4 separate regions of the Mus musculus genome follow, and regions 1, 2 and 4 are each linked to region 3. The links are chromatin contacts, called in public HiChIP or PLAC-seq maps. All regions are on one chromosome and are shown on one strand. Each heading gives the region's core, a stretch centred on a gene start, on an enhancer-like site or on the middle of the called end of the contact. The rest is flanking DNA. Distances are from core to core; before and after follow the strand shown.

Evidence for each region. HiChIP or PLAC-seq counts read pairs in DNA pulled down with a chosen protein or histone mark.
Region 1: an H3K27ac HiChIP or PLAC-seq map of microglia shows a contact between it and region 3, with 7 times the contacts expected there. The contact joins the promoter of Wdfy2 here to the promoter of Neil2 in region 3. A contact is called at or near these places in 2 of 39 promoter capture datasets (the C10 cell line and pre-B cells), 2 of 484 Hi-C or Micro-C datasets (CD4 T cells and regulatory T cells), 2 of 115 datasets of contacts at active chromatin or transcription factors (microglia and pancreatic cancer cells) and 1 of 9 other capture datasets (liver).
Region 2: a contact with region 3 is called in an H3K27ac HiChIP or PLAC-seq map of embryonic stem cells, with 2.6 times the contacts expected there. The contact joins the promoter of Tdh here to the promoter of Neil2 in region 3. A contact is called at or near these places in 8 of 39 promoter capture datasets (the 3T3-L1 cell line, cranial neural crest, frontonasal cranial neural crest and 5 more), 2 of 484 Hi-C or Micro-C datasets (the CH12 cell line and embryonic stem cells), 7 of 115 datasets of contacts at active chromatin or transcription factors (all in embryonic stem cells) and 4 of 9 other capture datasets (adipose tissue, embryonic stem cells, liver and 1 more).
Region 4: an H3K4me3 HiChIP or PLAC-seq map of embryonic stem cells shows a contact between it and region 3, with 2.8 times the contacts expected there. The contact joins the promoter of Xkr6 here to the promoter of Neil2 in region 3. A contact is called at or near these places in 1 of 484 Hi-C or Micro-C datasets (the G1E-ER4 cell line) and 1 of 115 datasets of contacts at active chromatin or transcription factors (embryonic stem cells).

Annotation. Positions count from the first base shown.
Region 1 is chr14:62,836,221-62,839,235 of GRCm38.p6, reverse strand. It overlaps Wdfy2 (WD repeat and FYVE domain containing 2), which reads right to left and starts at 1,546. Exons shown (of 12, transcript NM_175546.4): 1 at 1,179-1,546. The coding sequence starts at 1,315. It overlaps Gm26536 (predicted gene, 26536), which reads left to right and starts at 705. Exons shown (of 2, transcript NR_168886.1): 1 at 705-1,111; 2 at 1,216-2,335. Mir8098 (microRNA 8098) reads right to left here and starts at 1,515; the gene lies at 1,379-1,515.
Region 2 is chr14:63,507,611-63,510,605 of GRCm38.p6, reverse strand. It overlaps Tdh (L-threonine dehydrogenase), which reads left to right and starts at 1,514. Exons shown (of 9, transcript NM_021480.5): 1 at 1,514-1,896.
Region 3 is chr14:63,191,808-63,194,887 of GRCm38.p6, reverse strand. It overlaps Neil2 (nei like 2 (E. coli)), which reads left to right and starts at 1,363. Exons shown (of 5, transcript NM_201610.2): 1 at 1,363-1,464; 2 at 3,030-3,080. The coding sequence starts at 3,046.
Region 4 is chr14:63,605,179-63,607,940 of GRCm38.p6, reverse strand. Xkr6 (X-linked Kx blood group related 6) reads right to left here and starts at 1,411. Exons shown (of 3, transcript NM_173393.2): 1 at 657-1,411. The coding sequence starts at 1,411. Gm15918 (predicted gene 15918) reads left to right here and starts at 222. Exons shown (of 2, transcript NR_167937.1): 1 at 222-982.

The sequences.
Region 1 (3,015 bases), core at 297-2,796, 360 kb after region 3:
AGTCTAATGCAGTCTAAGCATGTTGCACCAAAGGAAAAAATTAAACACTGTCATAAGACTTCTTTATGAATCTCTAACGGCTCCCACATCCACGTCACTCAGTTTCTTCAGTTCTTCCTGGACTGACTGCCATTAGCATATGTTCGCAATGTTTCCCCACAGATCTGCATAGGAAATGAAGTAGGCGCCATGCATATCAAGAATGATGCAGAGGTCGATATGCAATATACACATGCAATACACTCTTCCTTTATATTCAAGAACCTAAGAAACAAATCAAGTAAAAAATGTTTGAATTTACATTAGGTGCTGAAACGATTTTTTTTTAAGTGAGCACTTTTTGCTTTATCTTTGCAATTTTAAGAGTCACAGAATAACTCTACCTCGGCATGATACTAACTTATAATAAGAAAACCTAACTGCCTGTCTGAAGCTAAGAACCCAGACAGTTACATACCTCTGCCACGCTACAACTGATTTTAAAATGCTTGTAGATATTACCCAAATAGTAATTTCAGATATCTTACCCTATCCCCTATATTCAAGCGGCATTCCTCTGGAAATCAAAAACACAGCGCAAAAGGGGAATCCTGAAGGCAGAACCAGAGCTACTTCTGCTAATTAAGCAATCTTGGAAAGGAAGTAGGCAAAGGGAAGGAACTCAAGCAGTTGTCTGCAAAAGTGATCCCTTGCAACTTCCAGTCACTTCCCCTTGAGCTCCAAGACATAAACTTTTAGGAAAGGAAGGCGCCACACGCAGAAGCCCAAAGTTACTCTCTTCACAATTTAATAAGTCCTTGGGTTCGGTGAAAGATGTCCTGGAGATACACAGATTCGGTGAACCGTATAGAAGAAAGAAAATACGTTCCCTTTCTCGTTTGGGTAACCAAACAATGGACCAACTAGCAGCGCCTCCAAATCATCCCGGTGCATGGAGGGTCCTTTAAGCTAAAACACCTGCAAAGCTGGGCGGCTTCTCCCTCTGCCCTTCCCATCCCCAAAACTGGACCAGGTCTGGTGTCTCCTGCACTGTTAACCCAAGGGCCACTCGGACTCCGCCAGGGACCAGTTGCTGAGGCCAAGGCCACCGCGCTGGGAACTGAACCAGTAGGTGCGGTCTACCCTCCCACCAAGCCAGGGCCGGACCTCCGCGCGGCACGGGGACAAGCAGTCAGTACCTGTCCTCCGAGACGCTGATGACACCCTCTTCTTTAGGTACAATCACCGCCATGTTGACCACCTCCTGCGACCCCTCGACCCGCTGCAGCAGGATCGGCTTGCGGGTCAGTGGCTGGGGCTGGATCTCCGCCGCCATCGGAGGGGGCGCGCCCGGGGAGCAGCCGAACGCGCCGGGGGACTTGGCTGAAGAGAACGCTCAGGCTTGCGCTCAGGATCGGGCTGCGAAGCGGAGCGGGCCTTTGGGAGCCAGCGACCATAGCCCTGCCGCCTGTCCAGGGAATGTGCCCGCTCTGGCTTCCAAAACCAACACCGCCGCCACACTAGCCGCAAGCCGGCGCCACCTAAGAGAGTAGGGGGCGGGGAGCAGGGGGCGGGGCGGGGCGGGGCCCTGTCGCAAGGCGGCCAACCCACTTCCGGAGGATGGGCACTAGCAGCCAATGCGCGTGCGTCAGTCCAGGAGCCACTTCCGCCCCGCCGCCCGTAAGTAACCGAGGCCCGCAGTGCTGTCAGGACGCATGCGCCCCGCAGTCCTTTACTTTCCCTTCCACACCCAAAGCTTTGTCCCCTCCCTCATAAAAAAAAAAATCTGTGAATGCGCGTGCCCAGAGCCCCACCCTCTCCAGACTCTGGGGGCGGGGAAAAGCCTACGTCAGCCGCACCGGAAAAGCGCCTGCAGGAAGGATAGAGGCTAAACTAGTTGGGACGTGAGTGTGCATGCGCGCAGATGACTCACCGCTAAGTTTTAACAATAACACACCGGAGAGGGCGCTGTGCTGTCGGCCGTAGAGAAACGGCTCTTGCCAGCACCGCGTGGACTCTTGGGGGTTGTAGTTTCCTCCATCCTCGACGTCCTTGTTCTAGAAAGCAGTAACGCCCACTTCTCAGCCCAGGAGAGATGTGGGCAAACGAAACTCTGCGCCTTCTGTGGGTTATTGCCCAAGTCAGAGGCAGAAATAGTGTAGTATCTAAGAGGGAGAACTAAAGAGCAAGCCCTGCTGAGCAAGACTTCTCTCGGGGTCACACTGCCACCGGTTTTAGTGAGATATGAGGGTAGAGGAAGAAGAGACTCTCATACAAGCTTCTTTGAGGGAGTTTAGAGATCATGGTATCAATCTTCTCTTTGTATTATGAATAAAGGACTCACACTTGAACCTAAGTCTTTTTGTCCAGTCTTGTTTCCAATCCCTAGCAATTGAACATTTTTGCTTTTCCAGTGACAACGGACAGTTAATAAATACAATCACAATATAATATAGAATGACTGTAATAAGGAGAATAAAATGTTGACTGGGCTATGGGGAAATTGGAACTCCTTTACAATTCAGGTGGGGATGTAAAACAGTCTCTTTTGGGGGGGGGGGAATGTAGTATTGCTTCAAAGGATAAACATTGCTACTGTCAGGTCCAAAAGAAACGGTGGGGTACTAGATATCTGTGATTTCCATTAGCATAGCAAAGCAAGGCGAACCTTGAAAGCAAAATGCTAAATGAAAGGAACTAATCATAGAGGACCGTTTATTTTATGATTCCACTTACGTGAAATAATCAGACTAGTGTTTGTACAGAATTGAGAGAGAAAGGAATAAAGCAGTCAGAAGGCTGTCTTCCGTTCATGTATGTCTGTTCGCCAGGTGTGTGCCTGGATCCCTGGAACTGGAGTTATGGAAAGTTGTGAGCTCTAAGTGGGTGCTGTGAGTCAAATGTAGTTCTGGAAGAGTGTCCAGTTCTCTTAACTGCTAAGTCATCTCTACAGGCCCAAGAGAACTATTTTTTCTTTATTTTATAGTGTGTTTGTGTTTGTGTGTGTGTGTGTGTGTGTGTGTGTGTGTGTGTGTG
Region 2 (2,995 bases), core at 265-2,764, 320 kb before region 3:
CTATGGATGTTTTGCCAGCATGTACATCTGTATTATGGAACACCAGGTGGCCCTAGAGGATCCCCTGGAACTGGATACAGATGGTTGTTAGCCACCATGTCAGTGCTGGGAATCAATACAGATCCCACGGAAGAGCAGCTGGTGTTCTTAACCCCTGGGCCGTTTCTCCAGCTCAAGACATTTTAAAATACATGGATAGAAACATCAGATTAGCCATAGCAGCGAAGACAGACAGGAAGTAGCTACTCTAGCCCTCCGACATTATCTGAAGCATTCTTAGTTGGAATTGTCTTTGTTGCTTCTATTACTGTGATGAACCCCAGGACAAAAAGCTACTGGGGGGTGGGGGGGAGGATAAGTTACATTTTACAGATCAGTAGTTCACAACCTTCCTAATGCTGTAACCCTTTAATACAGTTCCTTGTGTTAATGGTGACCCCCCTCAGCCATAAAGTTATTTTGTTGCTACTTCATAACTGTAATTTTGCTACTGTTATGAATTGTAATGTAAATATCTGATATCTAGTATATCTGATATTTGACACACACACCCCAAAAAGAATCTCCAGGTTGAGAACTTCTGTTATAGTTCATCATGAAGAGATGCCAGGAGAGGACCTGAAGCAGAGGCCGTGGCGGAGTGTGCTGCTTATTGGCTTGCTCCCCTTAGCTTGCTTGGCCTTCTTTCTTACACAACTCAGACCTACCTGCCTAGGGGTGTCTTGTCCACAGTGGGCTGGGCTCTGCCACATCAGTCATTAGTCAAGCAAATGAATGCCCCCCTCCCTACCCCCCCCATCCCAGAGTTACCTACAGGCCAGTCTGATGGAGGCAATTTCTCAGTTGAGGTGCCTTCTTCCCCGGCAAGCCTAGCTTGTGTCTTGTTGACAAAAAATTAACCAGCACAGGATTGTTGGAAGCGAGGGGTCCTGTTTGTACATTCCCTAAGGGTTTACCTAATAGTCACAAGGATGTTAGGTCAAACAGAGGGGTGGGCCATAAAAGGCTACCCAGAGACTAAGATAGCCGGAGATAATTTTGGCTCCCAACCTGTAATAGTCTGGCTTTCCACTATCAGTTAATAAGTCAATCGGCCTTGGGAAATGTTTAACATTGGTGCTGCCCCCTGTCTCCCTCCACCCCTTCCTAGGAAACTCACTTCCCCCCAAGTCCAATTTCCAGGTAGTGGCTTGATAAAGATGTTTGACAATCTGGGTTCAATCTCCGGGAACCTGGCAAATAAATACCAACCTCCCCAGGCACGCTGTGGCTCACGCTTACCCTACCTTCTGTGATTAGACGTAAAATATTTTTGCTCGAGCAGGCCAGCTACAACATTGGACTGCCAAAGGAGATACACTTACATCGGGCCCCTTTCAGCTCCAGATGGGAGCCCTTTGGTCGGGTGTGCACACTGGGGGTCCGTCTTGAGGCTGCCACTCAGAATTTCTAAGCCCTTCCTTCCAAGATGCTGCCCCATCCTGCTTAGTGCTTGCCTTGAAAGCCACTTCATTTAACATCAGTGTTCCCAGGAACCAGAAACGACTAAGTTCCTAGTTCTTGGCGGAGGTGCCACCAGACACAGGTCCATAGCAGATCTTTCCAGCTGTGGCTTGCAAGTCCCAAATTCTAACCCCAGTCAATTGTGGAAGGGGTGTGGTCTCGTCTTGGTGCAGCCACAAGGTCAGCTCCGTCCGAGATGTAGGTGTGGGCTTCCCACAAGCGTCCTGGGGCGGAGGTGAGGTGAGGTGAGGTAGGAGGGAGGCACGGCTCCCGCGGCGGCGAGGCGGGTCCAGAGCAGACTGAAGATAAAAGGCAGAACCAAACTCTTGACTCCGCACGTGCTGCTCCGGCTCCCGCGTGGCGTTCTCAGCATCCAGTCTTCTGTGTCTGCAGGTCAGTGTAGGAGATGGTCCCCTGCTGCGCCTGTGCCCGGGAATTGGACCTCTTTCCGGGCACGGGACGACCAGCGAAATCTGCTGTCTGGGTTGGGGTCCGGAACGACCGCAGGGCGCCACTGCTTTGTGGGTCGCGAGGGGAGAGATGGGCCCCTGAGTAGCCCCGGGTGGCAAGACGCCTCCCGCTCCCTCCTGCTCTTAGCAATGCTCAACCTCTCAGGAATAGGAGTGGGAACCCGGCACCCAGAAAACTGGTTTGTCTAGTAATTTGGGATGTGATCGTCCCGAAGGATGGCTTGGGAGGGCCCCCACACCCTTTTCATCAGGGAGCAAGCTGAGGCTGGCTGTCCTGGGTTCCTCCCGTGGTTTCCCAACCTCAGCAGGTGAAAGCAAGACACCAGGTGGGTAGAATTTCTCTCCGAGACAGTAAGTAGCTCCCTCCTGGACGCTTTCTTGCTTTCGGTGGCCAGTATGTAAATTCCAGCCTTTCCCGATATAATTTTTTTAAGTGACATGAATGAGGTTAACATGGACAGAGACTTTTTTTTTTTTTGCCAGATGCCTTTTCTAGGTTGTCTGCTTATATTAAAGTCTCTTAACATGGTGACACTTTTGTCTGCTTCTGATGCGCACGCCTTTAATCCCAGCACTTGGGAGGCAGAGGCAGGCGGATTTCTGAGTTCGAGGCCAGCCTGGTCTACAAAGTGAGTTCCAGGACAGCCAAGGCTACAGAGAAATCCTGTCTCGAAACAAACAAACAAACAAACAAAACAACAACAACAAAAAATGGAGACAAGAGACTACCCTGGCCTGATGCCCAGGAGGCCTCTGTGGGGGGTAGAGGAATTGCTGCTCAGAGCTCTGGCTCTGGGGCCGAGTGGGAGGTGCCATTGAACCTGGAACTTTACTACCCCGCCCCCCATCTTTTTTCTTTTGGAGGGTAGTGCTGGTAGTGGTGGTTGCCTTGACATTTGGTCCTTACTAGTTGCAGAAGGCCTATGATTGAGGTGTTTAAGCCCATTTCCATTGAAGGTGGGTGTGGCTGGCAGTACCAATTAGCATGAGAGGACATTAGCAATAAGATGCTGCCACTCAGC
Region 3 (3,080 bases), core at 114-2,613:
TCCTATTCTTGCCCTACAGTCAGCGATATGGTAGAAGGCTAGCTGAACCCCTCCTTGAAGCAGGGCTGTCTCCCCCATGCCGGCCAAGTTCAGAGACTGACACCTTAGCCACTTCCGAAGGCCACGGAGTTCACCAAAGGTCTCTTGACATCCTGTACAGTGCTGGCTCCAACCGTTCTTGGCGACCTATTTTTTGAATAACCTGGTATCATCTTTAATCTCTTAAGAAAACACTTCAATACACAACGTTTTAAAAGCGTATAGTATAAACTCAAAGATGATTAAAATAATACAAAGCAAAAGTAAATAAATCTCACTCTTTAAAAGTGTTACAGGCCAGGTGTGCTAGCCGTGTTTAAAAATCCCAGTACTAAAGGAACTAACTTTGTCGGTTCATGCACGAGTTCAGGACTAGCCAGGCTTTGTCTCAAAAATACAAAACCCATACAAAAAAACCTTCGCGAAGGGTGTGGAGAAACTGAAATGTCTGCCTTGGCCTGAGCCACTCAAGACCTTTGGATTCTGAGCGCTTGCCTATTCTCAGTACCAGTCCACTCTTTCCCAGGCAAGCCTGGGAGAGGAAACGGGGAGACTTGAGATGGGGAGGGATAACTCAGAGGTATGGTGACTCTGGAGGGTAGGCGAAGGTGCTCCCAGAGTTATTTCCCAGAGAAAGAGCTTGAATCACGGTGGTGGTTTCAGGAGGGGAGAGGGAGGGGGCGATGGTAGGGGTGGGGAGACAGAGAGATGAGCCTCCAGTGGTCACCCCGGGAAGGAGACCGCAACATCCCTCCTACTTGCAGGGGGAGCCCAAGTAGAGATGCCTCCATCACCCATCCCGAAGTGAACCCCCACCTGCAGCGCCTCCAGGGAAGAAACCTGAAGCTCCTCATCAGGGATGTACCCCACCTTCAGCATCTAACAGGAGAGGAATCCGCAGCTCCCCACCCACCTCCAAGACCAGCTCGGCCCGGGGGAGGAGCCCTTGAGTCCAGGAAGTAGCTTCCGGTCCCCTCCGGGGAGGAGCCAGCGGAACCCCAGCTACCGGGCTACGGACCCCGTGCGCTCCAATGGCTGAACTCGTCCTCCCCGCCCTGGTCTGGAAGGCGCAGGTGGATGGTGACTCCTGCTGCGACTGCTGGGAGCGTACATCTTCCCGGGACCCACCTGGGGCTGCGTCAGCCTCCTCCCTGCCCTCTGTAGCCCACACGTGCACGTAGTTAACACTTGTTTTCACAGAAAAATTAAGCAGTGTCTCTTCTGGACATGCGCAGCCTGGTTGTAAGTTTGTTTTTGTTGATCACGTTGCCTTCCGACTCCCTGAGCCCTCGTGACCCTCATGTGTTCCCTCCCCCTTCGGAAGGGTTAGGAAACGCTGTGGCCTAAGACTTTCTCCTGGCTCCTGGAGAAAAGGGACCACGTCCTGCGCAGCCTGGCCACCTCACCCTAGCGACGAAGCCCAAGGTTCTCTCTCATCAGCTCTTCCCATTCTTTTCCTGTCCATCAAACCATACCTAGGGGCGGAGAGTTGTTTGTCTGTTTTGAGACAGGGCCTCTGTGTAGTTGTGTGGCTGGCCTTGAGGGATTAAAGGCTTGCCGGAGAGATTTAAGATTAGGGCTGCATGCTGCATCATACTGGCGGTATTTTCCAGAACTTTCTCTGCCGGTAGCCAGGAAGACTGAACTTAGAGGTGGTTAGGGTACCAGTGCCTGGCAAGCTGGCTTCCAGCCCGGCAGCTTTCCCTGAAGGTCAGAGTAGGTGAACTGTTACCACATTTCCGAGTGTGTGAATGGGAATCTAAGCGCAAATGAATTTAGTTAAGCATCGTTGAGGCCGTAGCCCAGTTGGTAAAGGGATGCTTGCAAGATGCCCTGGGTTTGAGCATAAACCAGGGGTTGTGATGTGCTGGAGACCACTCATACACAGTGGCCTCTAGGCCAGCTTGGCATTTGAAATATAGGCAAACCTGTCTCAAGATAGAAAGAAAAATCGCATAATTGATTGTGTTATTTATGAAGCTACGAGAATTTTCAGGATGTCTGGGGCATCCTGATTCTTCGATTAAAGTATATTTTAAATGTCTTAGTAGGGAGGAAGTTGTATATGGCTCACACTTGGGAGACTGAGGCAGAAGGATTGTTCAGAGTTCAAGACCAGCCTGGGCTACAGAGTGAGGCTTAACAGCCACCCTGGCTTTTAGAAACACTGCAATAATAACTACCCGCTGTATGCCTTTGTTGATTTTTACCTCAATTTATGAGCGTGGTGTTGGTAAGTGGCGGGTGAGGTTAGGTAGAGCTTTGAGTGGGGGATGGGAGGACAACGCCTGCTCAGTAAAGTCTGGGTGTAGGCTACCCAGGCGATCTCATCCTGGTGGCTCCCGGTGACTTTGGATGGTTGAGGACAGAGAGGGGAGGGGTGACGTGTAGACCTGCCTGGCTGCTGTCTACTTGTCATGCTTCCGAGTTCTGCCAGCACTGTGGTTACAGATAGAGAACCATTTCTAGAGATCACATAACTAGTTCCGATCTCCTTTACCTGAGGTGGTCCCGAGAGAGCCAGATCCAAGTATGGATCAGTCAGAAGAGAGTTGGAATGAACGTTTGAGGACAGCTAGGACTACGTAGTTTCAGCTCACCTAGAGCTATGGAGTAGCAAGACTCTGTCTTAACCAACCAAACAAGGAGTGGCTGACCACTGAGGTGGCAGCACCTTCGAAGTAGACAGTACCTGCTACGTGACATCTAGCACACTATAGTGATTAGTATTTGCTGTGTGGTTAAGGCTGAGGGGCCAGGAAGAGAAACCATTGCTGAGAAGCCCTTATCCCTTTCCCAGCTCAGTCTTCTCTGAGGTTTGACCCTCCCCCCCCATACACACACACACACACCACACCTCAGTTCAGCTGGTTTTTGGCATCTATATTCTTAAAGTGGGTGGCCCAAACTCACTCCTTGGGGTGCCACACTGGTCATCAGACATGCTGGGCTAAGGGAAGGCCAGGCTAAGTCAGGGGTCTCCTTTGTAGCTTTCTACCGGCAGAGATGCCAGAAGGGCCATCTGTGAGGAAGTTTCACCA
Region 4 (2,762 bases), core at 162-2,661, 410 kb before region 3:
TTAACAGCAAACGCTTGCTGCCACTAGATACCATCTCATTTTTTTTCCCTGTCACTGCGAAAAGGGCACATCTATTCCGGAAAGAAAAAAAAAGTCATTTTTTTTCCTTCAAGGAGGGCAGCGGTGTGGAGCAGCGGTGTTTGCAGGGGCTGGGGCTGCAGGAGGAGGAGGGGCGTGAAAGGAAGGAGTGCTTTAAGGAGAGGCAGCTAGGGTTTTTCCACAGGGCCCCACACCGGCCACTGCAGAGAGAAAACAGGAGTGGGGGGGGGGAGGAAATGTCCCTCGGGGAGGATGGGGGTAGGGGGGAAGGCCAAGTGCAACCGGCTGAAGGAGGCCAGGTCTCCTCCAGGATGCAAACGAGCGCCAGTTACCTTGGGACACAGCGGGGGGGGGAAAGGGGGCAACCAGGATGGAGGTCTGCAGAGGAGAGGCGGGAGGGTAGAGGCAGGGTCTTCTCCAAGTGCAACCCAGGGACGGAGATGGACAAACAGCAGGACCTAGGGCCTCCCCCGGGCCAAAAGGCGTGGCCAGGCAACCTATAGACCGTCCCGAGATGCTAAGACAGCGCACGGCTACCCCCGGCTCAACCTAGCCCAGACTGTCCGAGGGGCCCGCGCGCGGCCGCAGCCCCCGCCCCCAGCCCGCAGTGCTCTTACCTCCACACCTGCCCCATCTGCAGCAGGTGGATGACCGACTGCCAGATCCACACGGAGAGGCGGCACAGACGCTGCGCCCCCGGGGTGGCCGAGCCCCCCGCACCCGGGCCGCCGCGGGCCGCGCCGTGGCCGTAGCCGGCCCCCATCATTGGGGGTCCCCGGCTGCTGAGCCCCTCCACGGCGCCTAGCCCGCCGCCCGTGTAGTCCTGCACGAACCAGCGGAAGCTCAGGCTCTGCACCAGCAGCGACGGCACCAGCACGAAGAACAGGGTCAGCCCGAAGCAGCCGTAGTCCCCCTTGCGGTAGTAGTCGAGGGCCAGCCACAGGTCGGTACCCACGTCCCCGAAGAACACCAGCAGCGCGAGCACGATCCACAGGCAGTCAAGCCACGGCCGCTCCACCTGCGGCGACGCGGGCTGCGGTCGGCCGGCCGAGGGCGTCGGGGGGTGGCGGCCGGCGGCCCCGGGCGGCTGCAGCGGCTGGTCCCCCCCGTCGGCGGCGGCGGCGCTGCGGCGCGGCTTCTTGCCCAGCAGCGAGCGCAGGCAGGCGGAGCGGCAGCCCCAGTAGCACGAGGAGGTGTTGCAGCAGTGGCAGATGTGCAGCGAGCTGCTCTCGCCGGGCTCGCTGCCGTCGCCGCCGCCGCAGCCGCCTCCCCCGGGCTCCCCGTCCTCCTCGCCGCTGCCCACCGCCTCGTCCAGGTTGTGCAGCTGGGCGAAGCCCACCCCCACGCCACCGCCATCGGATTTCGCCGCCATCTTGACTCTCTTCCCAGCTCCGGAGGTTGGGGGGGAGGGACGGGTGGGGGGAGAAGGCAGGGACCGGGGAGGGGGGGAACGAATGGAGAGGAAGGGGGGCGGGGAGGAAGCGGGGAGCAGACGAACGGGGGGAGTGGGCCAGGGAACCCCCTCCGCTTCCGGGCGGGCGGCGTCACTTCCGGGCGAGCCCCCCAATCGCACGGCGCCCGCAGCCTCCTGGCCCTACCCTACCGGCCAAGATGGCCGCCCTCCTGTGCCTCAGCTGCTGGGCGGGGGGCCGGGGGGTTCTCCCCGCCAGGGCTCCCCGTCCCCTCTTCCGTTGACCCCGAAACCCATCAGGTTGACCCCTCGGCGTTTCAGAATCCCGCTGGGTTGAGTGAGACGGTCCAAAGTGTTCCCTGGAGGAGGCAGTGCCAGACGTTTTGGGGTCCCCTTCCTCTGCGTCGCAGCTCTCAGCTTTGCTCTGGGAGAAACGCCCCCTAACACCCTCCCGGCTGCGGGCAGAGGGGCGGGACCTTTGAGGGAAGGGGAGGAGCTAGTGAAAAGCAGGTGATTACTTGTCACTTCCGGGAGATAGGATGACCTCATTGTGTAGTTAGACACCCCCCTCCCCCCCACCAAAATGGCTGTGTCTCACCTCTGGCTGGATAACCCCCCCTTCATCCGTGTTAGTTTCTTATTTTGAGGGGCTCTAAAAATAATGACATAAGTCAATAAGAGTCCACAAACTTACTGATTCTCACTTCTGTTTAGACATCTTTCATCTTTATTGACCCCCTAATTTTCCTGTCACTTGATAACTTTCCCATATTTTGTAATAAAGTTTCCAACTTTCCCTCAAGAAAATTCTAGGCAAAATTTAGCTAGAAATCAGCCTGGTTGCCTCTTTCCTGTTGTAGCAAGAACTAAATGGGCATCTTGTGACCTTGAGTGTTTTCTGCACAGTCAAACATGTTTTTACCTACTTTTTTTTGTTTGTTTTAGCGTGATTTTAAAACTCTCTAAAGACCTTCATTTGGGAAAAAAAAAAAAAAAAAAAAAAAAAAAGCTTTAAGCTGTATGTATCAATTACTTGTTCAGGCAATTTGAATGTGTGAAACTTGTCTTTGCCAGTGTTTTGGGGGGTGCTAAGGCTCTGTTAGTAAACATGGCTTTAAATGAGTGAAAATGTTATTAATGTGCTATATCATTAAAATAGGTGCAGAGTATTTGAGCTTCACTAACAAATTGTATAAATGAGGCAGCACTGAATGGATTTGAATTACAATGCTCTTTCAGTGGAAGACAGCAAACTACTTAGTTGTTATTGATGAGTTATTTTAAAGAAGTATTTTAAAGAAAAAGTGAAAAA